2 separate regions of the Mus musculus genome follow, and region 1 is linked to region 2. A link is a contact called in public Hi-C data. All regions are on one chromosome and are shown on one strand. The core of a region is the stretch at or near the end of the contact, and the rest is flanking DNA. Distances in the headings are between cores, read along the strand shown. Region 1 overlaps Wdfy2 (WD repeat and FYVE domain containing 2). Region 2 has its middle 14 kb from the start of Gm24625.

Evidence for each region. A called contact is a pair of places that touch in the nucleus more often than the background predicts.
Region 1: a Hi-C map of muscle stem cells shows a contact between it and region 2, with 2.3 times the contacts expected there. The contact joins two enhancer-like sites. A contact is called at or near these places in 1 of 39 promoter capture datasets (the 3T3-L1 cell line), 2 of 484 Hi-C or Micro-C datasets (muscle stem cells and nephron progenitors) and 1 of 115 datasets of contacts at active chromatin or transcription factors (fibro-adipogenic progenitors).

The regions. Positions count from the first base shown.
Region 1 is chr14:62,846,925-62,853,338 of GRCm38.p6, reverse strand. All of the region lies in intron 1 of Wdfy2 (WD repeat and FYVE domain containing 2), which reads right to left. Among named protein-coding and RNA genes, the nearest start is that of Gm26536, 12 kb to the right of the region's middle. Within about 2 kb of position 2,083, at least 84 of the 459 cell types and tissues checked have an H3K27ac peak or open chromatin away from gene starts, as enhancers often do. A contact at or near this core is called in muscle stem cells, where this site is marked.
Region 2 is chr14:62,531,836-62,537,790 of GRCm38.p6, reverse strand. No RefSeq gene overlaps it. Among named protein-coding and RNA genes, the nearest start is that of Gm24625, 14 kb to the right of the region's middle. Within about 2 kb of position 1,495, at least 6 of the 459 cell types and tissues checked have an H3K27ac peak or open chromatin away from gene starts, as enhancers often do. A contact at or near this core is called in muscle stem cells, where this site is marked.

The sequences.
Region 1 (6,414 bases), core at 834-3,333, 310 kb before region 2:
TATTTAATCTCATATTTAAATGTCTATACAGCCTCTCAGAGCGCTGTCACTCTACAGGAACCAGCACTGTGTCAGTGTGAAGCAGGCTTCCAATAAATGTTCAGATATTCTATTCTTCCCAAGTCCCTCTAGTTTTATAGACAACAATGGTATAAATTCTTCTCAAAACTTTTTCCCACCAAATTACACTGAGGGGGGCATGGGCCAGCCTGTGTGAGTGAGGGCTGAGACACTTCTGGTTAAGGAGATGTGAGCAGAAGTCACTGACTGAGCTTCCAGGAAGCTCGGAACGAGCACAGGTGCAGTTGACGGATGCCTCTGCCTTCTGCTCTCCTCCTGCCTGTCTGGAAGGCAGACCAGCATTGACAGGTGTCACCTGTGGTTCTCTTGGTGCTAAAGCACTCTCATCAGGACACATGGGGAGGGAAAAAAAAACAGCTAAAGACTTTTTGTTTTCTGTTTTGTTTGTGTATTTGTTTGTTTGAGACAGGGTTTCACCTCTGTGTATCCCTGGCTGTCCTGAAACTCACCCTGTAGACCAGGCTGGCATCGAACTCCTGAGAGCTGGAATTAAAAAGGCTTGTGACACCACTGCCCAGCTAAGATATCCCTTTCAAAAGCTTATTACATTTACCACCAGTGGAATGAATTAGACAGTTGACTGTTACCCTAAGGAAGGACAAATGAGCTTGGGACACACTGCAGGCATAATGCATTTGTGCACTGTGTAAAGGTTATCCTTGTGCTATTCGAATGCCACTTCTCTCCCTCACATCTCGTTTCAATCTGGACATGGCACTGTAACGCTTAAGTCAAGAATCTCCTGTTTCAAGTTTGTGTAAACATTCTTACCTTTTACTCTGCCCTGTCAATAAATGCTGATCACCCAATGGCTGGGCAGAAGACAGAATACAGCGGAAGCTTCCTCCAGCCAGGGGAAGGAGGGAGGGAGGATTCAGATCCATCATAGAAGGTCTGAGAAGCCACCATGAGTAAAAAACATCGGAAGCCCAAAAGCCAGATCAATAAAAATATGCAAGGATCACGGGATGAGGCTGGGAGGGAGCCAGATGAGCACGGGGTTATTACAGATCATTTGACTGCTCAGTACTGAGATGCAGCTTGAAATCAATCTTGGGTTTCTCTGCGTGGTTATTAGGAACTGGCAAAGGTAAAGAAATACAGCCGCCGGATTAACTCACTGCTTACATTTCTATTTCAAAGAATTCTCTTTATACAGACAGCAATCATAACACAATTCTTGAGTTCAAATGGAGGCTGCAGCTAGCCCTCCGCTAGTGAGATGAGGGGGTGCCATGCACTCTCTATGTTAACCTGGCTGGATTTAGAATCAACAGTGGAAACACACCTCTGGGATGTCTGTCAGGTTTTCTGAAAGCGTTAACTGAGGAGGCAAGACCACTCTGGATGTGGGCAGCACCACCTCATGGGCTGGGGTCCTGAGCTCAATAGAAAGTGAAGAAGAGAGACAGTGTTGAGTGCCAGCATTCACCTCTGCTTGGGACCGCAGAGGAGGTGTGGCCAGCTCATGCTCCTGACACCATGTCTTCCTCACCTCAACAGACTGTGTTCTCTCTTAAACCGAAAGCCAAATAAGGCCTCTCTTTCCTGGGAAGATAACAAAACACCGTGCATTCTGCATTAGACCCAGAATGCAGCTCCAAGTCGCACGCCCCGGAGCTTCCCACTGAACTCACCCCGGTGTCCTCATGAACTGAGCTGCTAGTTCACCACACATTGAATGCATGCATTTCACACCTCATGAAATCACCAAGGCAATCTTAAGAACTTTCTTTTTTCTTTATTAAGAGAATACCTTTTAGTTATTCTTTGGCAATGTAATAATTTAAACAATATATCACTTGGAGGGTTGTTTGTTTGTTTGTTTGTTTGTTTTTCAAGACAGGGTTTTCTGTATAACAGAGCTCTGGCTGTCCTGGAACTCCTTTGTAGACCAAGCTGGCCTCAAACTCACAGAGATCCATCTTGCTCTGCCTCCTCAGTGAGGTGTGGGCGGACACACACACTGCAGTCATCCCTCTCCTCCCTCCCGCTCTCTGTAATCCACAGAGTCTAATTAGTGCTGCAGGACTGAACACTGGCTGATCCTGCTGGCTTGGTTTTGTACAGGCAACCACGGCTTCAGTGAGCTCAGGAGTGCAGTGGCCCTGTCGGTTCCCAGAAGACAACATTACACAGCACTCCTCCCCACCCTCTGGCTCTTCTTACATTCTTTCCGCCCTCCTTTTCTATGACGTTCCTTGAGACCTGGGGGAGGAGATGTGAAACACAGATGTCCTACTTATGGTTAAGCACTAAGTAGTCACTTAAGTCTCAGCACTTTGACTATTTATGGTGTCTCTGCATTAACTGTTGAGCACTATAGAGAGAAGCTTGTCTGGCCAAGGCTGAGGGCAGCAGCCACTAATCTAGGATATAAATATAAATATTTAGAAGGCATGACAACATGTTCATATAGCAAGGCAACAACAGTAATGCTCTCCTCTAGGGCCTTTGACCAGACTTATAGTACAAGGCAAAAGAATTATTTCCTGTGAAGCAGACCTCAAATCCAATTCAAAAGTGGTTGGTTAGCCACCTCTCACTATAACAGCCAGGCCACTACTACACCAGTGGGCACATCTTGCCTTAGCAAGTCAGTTCACCAATGGGTAATATTATGGATAGCTCTTCTCCTCATATGGCCAGATAGTCCCTTCCAGCACTATGGTAGCTAGCCAACAGAGGAAGTTTTAAGGTCAGTTCTGGTTTGGTTTCTCTATATGTCCACAACCAATGTGTTGTATCTTCAGCAATAGGATCTTTCCATCTAGTTCCAGTGGGTAATCAAGAGCTATGGCAACAGGCTGAGGTTCGTCTAGGGTCTCTCTGGCCAATAACTTATAGGCAGGTATCCCATGGCATCTCGATAAATTTTCAAGGTAACTAGTAGATGGTCTCCTTAAACAAAGCACCTCTTAGCAAAGGATTGAAAATAAGGACACACTTAGATCTTCAGAGGAAGCAAGGGAACTTTATTTGGAGCAAAACAATAGTACAGATTTAAAAAGACATGCTGTCAAGATTGCTAGCAGACCACAGGAATGAGGCTATTCTAGGGCCCAGGCTACTGCCTGGGGTCTCTTTTTATGGGGTCTAAAGAGAGAGGGGGGCTGCTTCTACTAAGGCACATAGCTTGGGTGGTTCTCTGACATTACTGATAGATTGGGTTCTATACTCCCTTTTCTTACTGTGCACAACCCTTTCTATAATATACCTGATTTCAACATATGCATGACCAGTTATGTACAGGCAATAAAAAGGTAAAAGGAGGACACAGTTTGCTTTACTGTACACCTACATCTCAAACTAGTTCGGGTTAGATTAGTCCTTCTAGTATTCACACCCAGATATGCTGAGAATACACTTGAATAGAAACTGCAAGCTTGATTGCTATCAGGGTTAGAAAAGCTGACACTATTGTTTGAGAAATGGCATGTGTGTACCTAATGCAAGTAGGAGACTAAGTTGTCAGATGTGTTGTTGGGAAGGGAATGAGTGAATATAGTACTTGTAAGTGAAAAGTAGGCTACCAAGTGCATTAGTACAAGAGAGGGAGTGCACATAGCCCAAAACCACATTGGGGCCCCAGCATACTAAACTGTCTCCTATGCTTGCCAGCCTTAGCAGAACAAAATTACTCAGCCCAAAACTGGGGAGGTAGGAAAGGAGGATTCCTGACAATTATTGACCAGCCAGTCTAGCCAATCAGTGAATTCCAGCTTCAATGAGAGACTGCCTTGAAAAGTACAATGAAGTCTGTGAGACAGAAAGACGTCAATGGAAAGAAAGGGAGATAGAAACTGGTCAAGCAGATTTAGGAAAAGGAACCAAGGTTTATGTCCTTGGCCAGTAGCTGGAAATGTCCTTGGTTATGACCTGGATAGAAATAGAAGAAGAAAAAAAAACAAAAAAACAAAACAAAACAAAGCAAAAAAAACCAGACAATTCATGTGCCTTTCAATACTAACTCTGAATATTGATGGTCTCAATTCTCCAGTAAAAATACATAGACTACTACCAGTTTGGATTACAAAATAGGATCCACCTTTCTTTTTTCTGCTGCTAAGAAACATATCTCACTATCAACAGCAGACACCACCTTAAGATAAAAGAATGGAAAATGGTATTCCAAATAAATGGAACTAAGAACGTGTTGGTGTAGCTTTACTAATATCTGGTGAACTACACCTCAAACAAAACTAGTCAAAGGACATAAGGAGGAGCATTTTAGCTTCATTAGAGGAAAAAAATCCACCCACAAGATATTATCATTCTAAATATATATGCACCAACCAGAGCACCCAATTTCATAAAAGAACCTGTAGTAGACTTTTTAAACACACACACACACACACAGACACACACACACACACACACACACATACACACCAATATCAACACAGTGATAAGTGGGTATTTCAATACCTGGCTCTCACCAACAGACAGACCATTTAGAAAACCTAAACAGGGAAGCTCTGGAGTTGAATGATGTCAAGTCAAATGAACCTAACAGACACCCACGGAATGTCCCACCCAACACTACAGAACACATTCTTCTCAGCAGCCCATGAAATTTCTCCAAAATCCACCACATCCTGGGACACAAAGCAATTACAACAAATATAGGAAAACTGAAGTAGTTACCCTGCATTTCATCTTACCACAATAAAATAAAGCTAGTATCAACCGCAACAAATCTTAAAGGAAATATATAAACTCATGGAAATCAGCAATGCAGTGATGGTGCACACCTTTAGTCCAAGTACTTGTGAGACAGAGGCAAGCAGATCTCTATGAGTTCAAAGCCAGCCTGATCTACAGACTGAGTTCCAGGTTAGCCATGGCTACACAGAGAAACCCACCAACACTACAAAATGGCAACTGAGTCAAGGAAGAAATCAAGAAGAAAAATTTTTTAATTCCTGGAATAGAATAAAATATAAACACCTATGGGACACAACAAGGACCTACATCAAAATATTGGGGGATTTCAAGTTAATAATTTAATAATACATCTGAAGGCCTTGGAAAAGCAAAACAAAGAATAACCAAACATAGTAGTCTAGAAGAGATCATCAAAATTAGGGCTAAACTTAATGAAACTGAAACAAACAAAAACCAATACAAAGAATTAATGAAACAGAAAACATTCTTTGGAAAGAGTAACAATGCTGGAAAATCTTTAGCCAAATTAGCTGAAAGAAAGAAACCGAGGTTCCAAATAATAAAGTTAAGAGAGGAAAAGGAGGCATCACAACAAGCCCTGAGGAGATTCAGAGACTCGCCGAAACATTCTAAAGATCTGGACGCCACAGAACTAGAAAATCTAAAAGAAAATGGATGAATTTCTAGGTATATGTATATGGCCTATTAATACTAAAAATAAGATTAAATAAATTACTTAAATAGACCCTTAACATCCAATGAAAATGAGCCAGCAATTAAAAATCTCTAAGCTGAAAAATGCAAAGTCCAGAAGAATTCAGCACAAAATTCAACCAGACCTTCAAAGAATAAACAAACACCAATACTATTGAAATTATTCTGTAAAAGGCATAAACATTTCCAAATTCTTTTTACAAAGCTAGTATTACCCTGATAACAAAACCAGACAAGGACCCAAGAAAAAAGAAATAATTTAGGCCAGTATCTCTGATGAGCAAAAGTTCTCAATAAAATATTTGCCAAGTGAACTCAAGAACATTAAAAAAGATCACCCATCATGATCCAGTCAGCTTCATCCTAGAGATACAGGGATGGTTCAATAAAAATAAATCAATAAATTTAATTCATCACATAAGTAGACTCAAGGACACAGACCACATGATCATCTCATTAAATGAAAACAAAATCCAACATCCTTTCATGATAAAAGTCCTAGAGAATCAAGTAAGACCAGGATTGACTACACCACCCATCCCCAATCCAGTTCACACAGAATTTATAGTCAGCAACAACAGCAAGACAAGTGAAAAGGATAAAGGGGCCATGGCCCAGAACATACAGGCCAGGCAGATAGTGAATACTAACGGAAAGAAAAACATGTTCAAAGTGACAGTTAAAGACTAGCTAAGCTCCTGGCATGGTTTTAAACGTATGATTATAAACCGTATTTTAAGCCTCCTTAGGAAACCTGCTGGAAGGGAATACACAACAACAGTCACTGTGCTAATATCTACGGGCAGTCATTCTTTACGGTAGCAATAACTGTATTTATTAATATAAGAGTATTCCAGGGGCTGGCAAGATGGCTCAGTGGGTAAGAGCGCTGACTACTCTTCCAAAGGTTCTGAGTTCAAATCCCAGCAACCACATGGTGGCTCACAACCA
Region 2 (5,955 bases), core at 246-2,745:
TCTTTTAACCCTAGGAATTAAAAAATAAAACAAAACAGGAAGTAGATCAAAATCTACCATACTGATGTATGCGTCAAGCCCACAGTTGATCTGTGTACACTCGGAGTGAAAGTTTGAAAGGAATTCATCATACTGTTTGGTTACGCACACTCTACCCCAGGGCCTTTGCACTTATTGCTCCTCTGCCTGGAGATCACTTCCACCTGATAGCCTTGTGCCGATTTACTAAATCCCTTCAGTCTTCATTCAAATGTTGATTCAACAAGCCTTTCCCTTAGAATGTCTTTTTTTGTTTGTTTGGTTGGTTGGTTGGTTGATTTTTTTTTGTTTTTGTTTTTGTTTTTAGAGACAGGGTTTCTCTGTATAGCCCTGGCTGTCCTGGAACTCAGACCAGGCTGGCCTCGAACTCAGAAATCTGCCTGCCTTTGCCTCCCGAGTGCTGGGATTAATTGTACCTCACTCTTAGCCCTGCTTTGCTGCATTTTCTTTATAGGGCAGCCACCATCTGACACACTTGTTTATTTATCTACCCACTGTGGACCCTGGGACTGTTCAGGCATAAACAACACAGTCCTAACTATTTTGGAAAATGACTCTGTGAGCTGAATGAGGGGTGGGGTCGGAGAGGGAGTGAGTGTCCAATGTTTTGAACAGATGTAACTGGGGATCTTGCCAAGAAAAGTTAAAAACGGTCTGGAGGGATTCAAGCATCTCGACATATCTCAGTAGTTCTCTCATCGTGTTACACTGATTTGTTAGTGAGTTAGCATTGTGATTTGTTAAGCTTAAAATATAAATACAGGGTAAAAGAAGGTCTGCAGCTTTTGTAATATTATTGCATATTGACAAAATATACCTATATATCCACAGAATACAATGTGAGACATTGTGTGTGTGACTAAATAAAATTAATTTATTTATTTATCATGTCAAATGCTCATTTTGTGGTGGTAGTTTTTAAAAGTCACTTTGCCTCTTTCTTTAAAAAGCTTTCTTTCAAGGATATCACCGTGCGTATATCTGTATTTATCCAGTGGCTGGTTGAAATACCCAAATGATCCCTGATGAACATTCTCATAAAATCTTTGTTAACTGGGCTGTGTGGAACACATCTGTAGGGTGAATAGTTAGGAGCAGAGCTGCTGTTGTGAGGCTCAAAAGCTTCTCCCTCAAGTCCTAGCTAAGTGAGCAGAGAGCTGGCTTCACTTCTGGCATTCCCACTGCGCTAGACTAACACTCGGCTTGAGCTTCTAACCCTTTCTTCTTAATTTCCTATCCTCATAATAAGGATATTTAATAGCTATGCAAATAGCGCACTGGAGATGTAATTTATTAAAGTAGGTATCAGAAAGTACCACTTACACACCAGGAGACTGACTTGATAACTCATTTCCACCTGCGTTTATGAGAGTTTTAATCTGTAGGCTTGACTCATCCTCCCCTGGTTGGCTCAGTCCCATGTGTGGCTTTCAGCCACCACAGAGAAGAACATGAGGTGCCTGCTGTGTCTCCCCTTGGAAACTGCGACAGGGCTTAGCCCGTGGACCAGCTGTGGGCAGCAGGAGCTCTCCACAAACACAGATTATGTTGTGAAAGGGGAAACCTCTTTTCCCTAGGGAATCGTGGTACACTTAGCTCCCCCAGAATATCCTGGTGCAAGTCCCCTGATAAACATTGCCAGGGACACAGTGGGGATGGATCAGCCCTTGGAGAGGTTCTTACAGAGAATTCTAGAGCAGAGGGGTCAAATTACAGTTCTTAGGCTTATGGGTAACCTTGACATGTCCATCAAAGCATCCTAGGATAAGAAGTGCTAATAAAAACATCTCTGCTTCCTGATTTTTCTTTTCAATAAAACAAATATAATTGAGATGTGAAAATACACATTTCCATGATTAGGATTCCATAGAGAACAAAATTGATAGAATGAATATACAAATTAGTACACATGTACACTTATATGGGATTTTTTTAGAGTGAGTTTGTTCATGGGTGGTTTCCATTTCCATTTGATAATGGATTGTTTCTATGCATGTCCTTCTTTATAACTTTGCAGGTCAGAAACTATCCAGCTCATGATGAGAAGTTCAGGTCATACAGTAACTTGGTGGCCTGTGTCAAATGTTCAGTTTTCAGTGAGGCCCAATAGCTATCTCTCAAAAGGAGACTAGCTGTCTGCAGATTATGGTAGAGCCTTGTTCCAAAATCCCAAAGGTCTCCTTTGCTATTCACCTGTAGGGACCTACCTGCTGAAGGCTCCAATCAGGATCCCCATCTGCCACAGACATCTCAAGTACCAGCAAGTCTGTTGGATTATATGGTCCAAGTCGTAGAGCACCCTCAAAACAGCTTAGATCTGTTGAAGAAACTTCTCCTATTCTAGGCTCCACACAAAGCTAAAAAGCTTTCTGAGTCACTTGGTGTTTAGGCTGGAGTAACACACCCAAGAAAGAAATGTGTTGTCTACAGGCCCACTAAACGGCGTGTTTCTTTCTTGGTGGTAGAGCTATAATAACTTATCCTTAACTTTAAAAGGCATATCTCTGTAAGCCCCAGACCACTGAACTCCCAAAAATTTCACTGAGGTAGAAGGCCTTTGAATTTTAGTTGGATTTGTTTCCCATCCTTTGATGTGCATATGTGTTACCCTGTCTAAAGTGGTTGCTACCTCTTCCTCACTTGTTCCAATCAGCATGTCATTTGTGGAAGAGATGAACAATCGAGACCTCTTCAAACTAAATTATGACACTGGGATAGGAAACACATCTATTCCTGAGGTAGAACTGTACAGGTACACTGTTGGCCTTGTCAGCTAAAAGCAAGCTGGTAGTTACTATGGACAGGCACAGAGAAAATGTCACTTGCTAGATCAACAGCTATATACTATACACCAGGAGTTGTGTTAATCTTCTCAAGGAAAGGAACCATGTCAGGCACATCAGCTACTGTAATCAGAGTCACTATTTGATTAAAGTTTTGATAGTCAACTGCCATTCTCCATGACCCATCTGTCTTCTGCACTGACAGATAAAGGGAGATGTGGTGAGAACCGCCACTCCTGCATCTTTTGAGTCCCTGATAGTGGCACTAATTTCTGCAATTCCTTTTTGGATGTAATATTGGTTTTGGTTCACTATTTTCTGTGGTAGAAGCAACTCCAATGGTTTCCATTGGTCTTTCTAACCATAAAACCCTTCACTCTACAGGTCAGGGAGTTCTGCCCACTTCTAAGTGTATCTATCCCAATTACACATTCTGGAACTGGGGAAATAACTATGGGATAAGTTTGGGTACCTATTGGACCTACTGTGGGTCAGACTCAGCCAAAACTCCATTAATTACCTGACGTCTTCAGGCCTCTACTTTAACTGGAAGGCCACAATGCTTCGTGAGTTCTCCTGGATTCAGCATCAATTCTGAACCAGTATTCAATAGACACTAGACACCAGAAAGTCTGGTTGTTTGCTTTTCCCCAGTGTACAGTTTCTCTTTATATAAGGCTGTAGGTCCCTCTGGGGAAGGACTGGAGAACTCTTTGATATTTGAGCAAAGTCTTTCCTCCAGAGGATCTGTCCTTTCCTTTATTCAGGGAGTTCTGAATCTACAAACTGGCTCAAATATGGAAACTGGACCACAGACCAATATTTCTTTCAGCCATGATGTAAGGTAGTTTTTCTCTATTTATGTGAGAATTTTTATGCTTCTACAGGTCAAAGGAAAATGAAGTAGGCTTCTCATTTATGTCATACCTGGGAACACTATGACTGATTAGCTAGTACCACATGAGTCATACCACCATAAAATTCAGTTCACTTCTGCTGCCCATCATTAGTCAGACTATTATGGACATTGTTTCGTCCGTGCTGCCCACTATGGCAATTACCATGACCTTGCCCTTGGCAATTCAGTGCTGTCACCTGGCCCCTTCTACTTCAAGGCACAATTGTATTAGATTCATCTAACCAAGCAATGCCATCTTCCTACCTAAGGTCTGGCACAAGAAAAACAGTGACCACAAAGCTCTTCAAAGGTGCTGGTGCTCCTCTCACCATTTTGTGTCTTATAGGATTAGAGAAGGGCATGTCTACTGGACCTTGCCATTGTGGAGGATTAGGTTTTATACAGCAGACCACTCTTGCATTGCACTTTCCCTGAGCTTTAAAATTCCATCATCAATGATAAGCCAAGGAATGCCAGGCATCTCCAAGATCTTTTCAGTAGGCCATCTCTGGACAAATGCTTTAGCCAACCAACCAAACTATTGATATCTTTAAAAAAACATGAAAGTCTTCATATTGAACCTAGAATTTTATATTAACCCTCATATCATATCATATCATATCATATCATATCATATCATATCACATCATATCAATAAACTCATCCTGGTCCAGTTTTCTGCTCCTCCCACCATTATCTCACTCTCTTACATCTCATTCCCACCCGTGTTCCTCAGACCTCTGCTGTAATGAATTAGCAAACTTATTAAGCTCTTTAGAGGTAAAGCTCACTTCCTCATAGTCTTCACTCTGTTTCCCCCTCAGAAGCCTACTTGTATTTACGTCTGGTCTACAGGCAACTATTAGTGGAACCTGAGATATCAGTATTGTCTTGTCTGATATCTTCTTCAGGGAAAGTCCCTGCTGTTTATCAGGCAACTAAGGATTTATTTTGTCAGGCAAAGGTAGAATAAACAGCATTTTAGGGTGGTGGTGGTGAGTGTATATCTTCTGTTGAAGCCAGGGAGATTATTTCCTCAGGTGAGATAAACCCTTGAGCATCTGAGGGCTCAACACTCTCAGCCTCAGTAGGGTTCTCCCACACATCCCAGGTTGTAGGATCCCATTCTTTACCAAATTAATGGCCTTACTTTAACTGCTGACTCCCTCTGAGACTGGGACCTACAGTTTTGCTGTGATTCAGCTAATACAATGAGGTTAGATTGGTTAGATTTTCCAAAACTTGAGCTCTGTGGCTGCTAAAGAGGAGATTCTCTTCCAGAGCACACTTAGAATCTTTTAGACCATCTTCCTTCCTTCCTAATGCTGTGACCCTTTTATACAGTTTCTCATGTGTGGTTGGTGTCCCCAACCATAAAATTATATGCTACTTCATAACTGTGATTTTGCTACTGTTATGGATCAAAATGTAAATATCTGATATGCAGAATATCTGCTATGCCACCCCCGTGAAAGGGTTATTTGAACCTCCAAAGGGCATGTGACCTATCGGTTGAGAACTGCTGCTTTGGACAGTTGGTGCACACTTGGGGCATTCAGTTTTACCACTGACTTCACTGTTGTCCTTCCTCATCTTATCCTGAGATGCTAGAAGTTGGTTAATTTTCTCACAGAGCTCATTCTTTTCCTCTGTCACTTTATACAGAGATGCTAGGAACAACCATCCAGCAGCATCAGTTTCTTTATTTTTCCACAAATTGTCAAAAGTTTTATATAGTCCCTAAATTTCTTGCTTTTCACAATAGGTGAACCAATCTAATCAAATGCATTTGTCTTGGTAAATTTATAAATTAGTCTACACCATGAGTGCTCACTGCTCCTTAAGCTTCTAGGAGAGGTGCTGGCAAGTTGGAAAGCCTATTTCATATACTTTAAAAATTCATTCTTATACTTCTTTTGGTCTTAAACTACTCCCTGGTACCAAGGATTTTATTAGTTACTGTTCTTTAGAGAAACGGAACAGACAAAATTACACACACACACACACACACACACACACACACACACACACACACACACATTAGTGTGTCCTTCCCTCAGTGCTCAGTGGTCCAACTATTCCAACAATGGCTGTCTCCTGTGGAACGTCCAAGAATCCAGTTTTTCAGTCGATGAGGCTGAATATCTCAGATGATCTTTGATGAAGACTGGAATCCTGAAGACTTAGGCTCTAATGCCCCTGACAGAATGAACTTGCCAACAAGAGTGAGGGCAA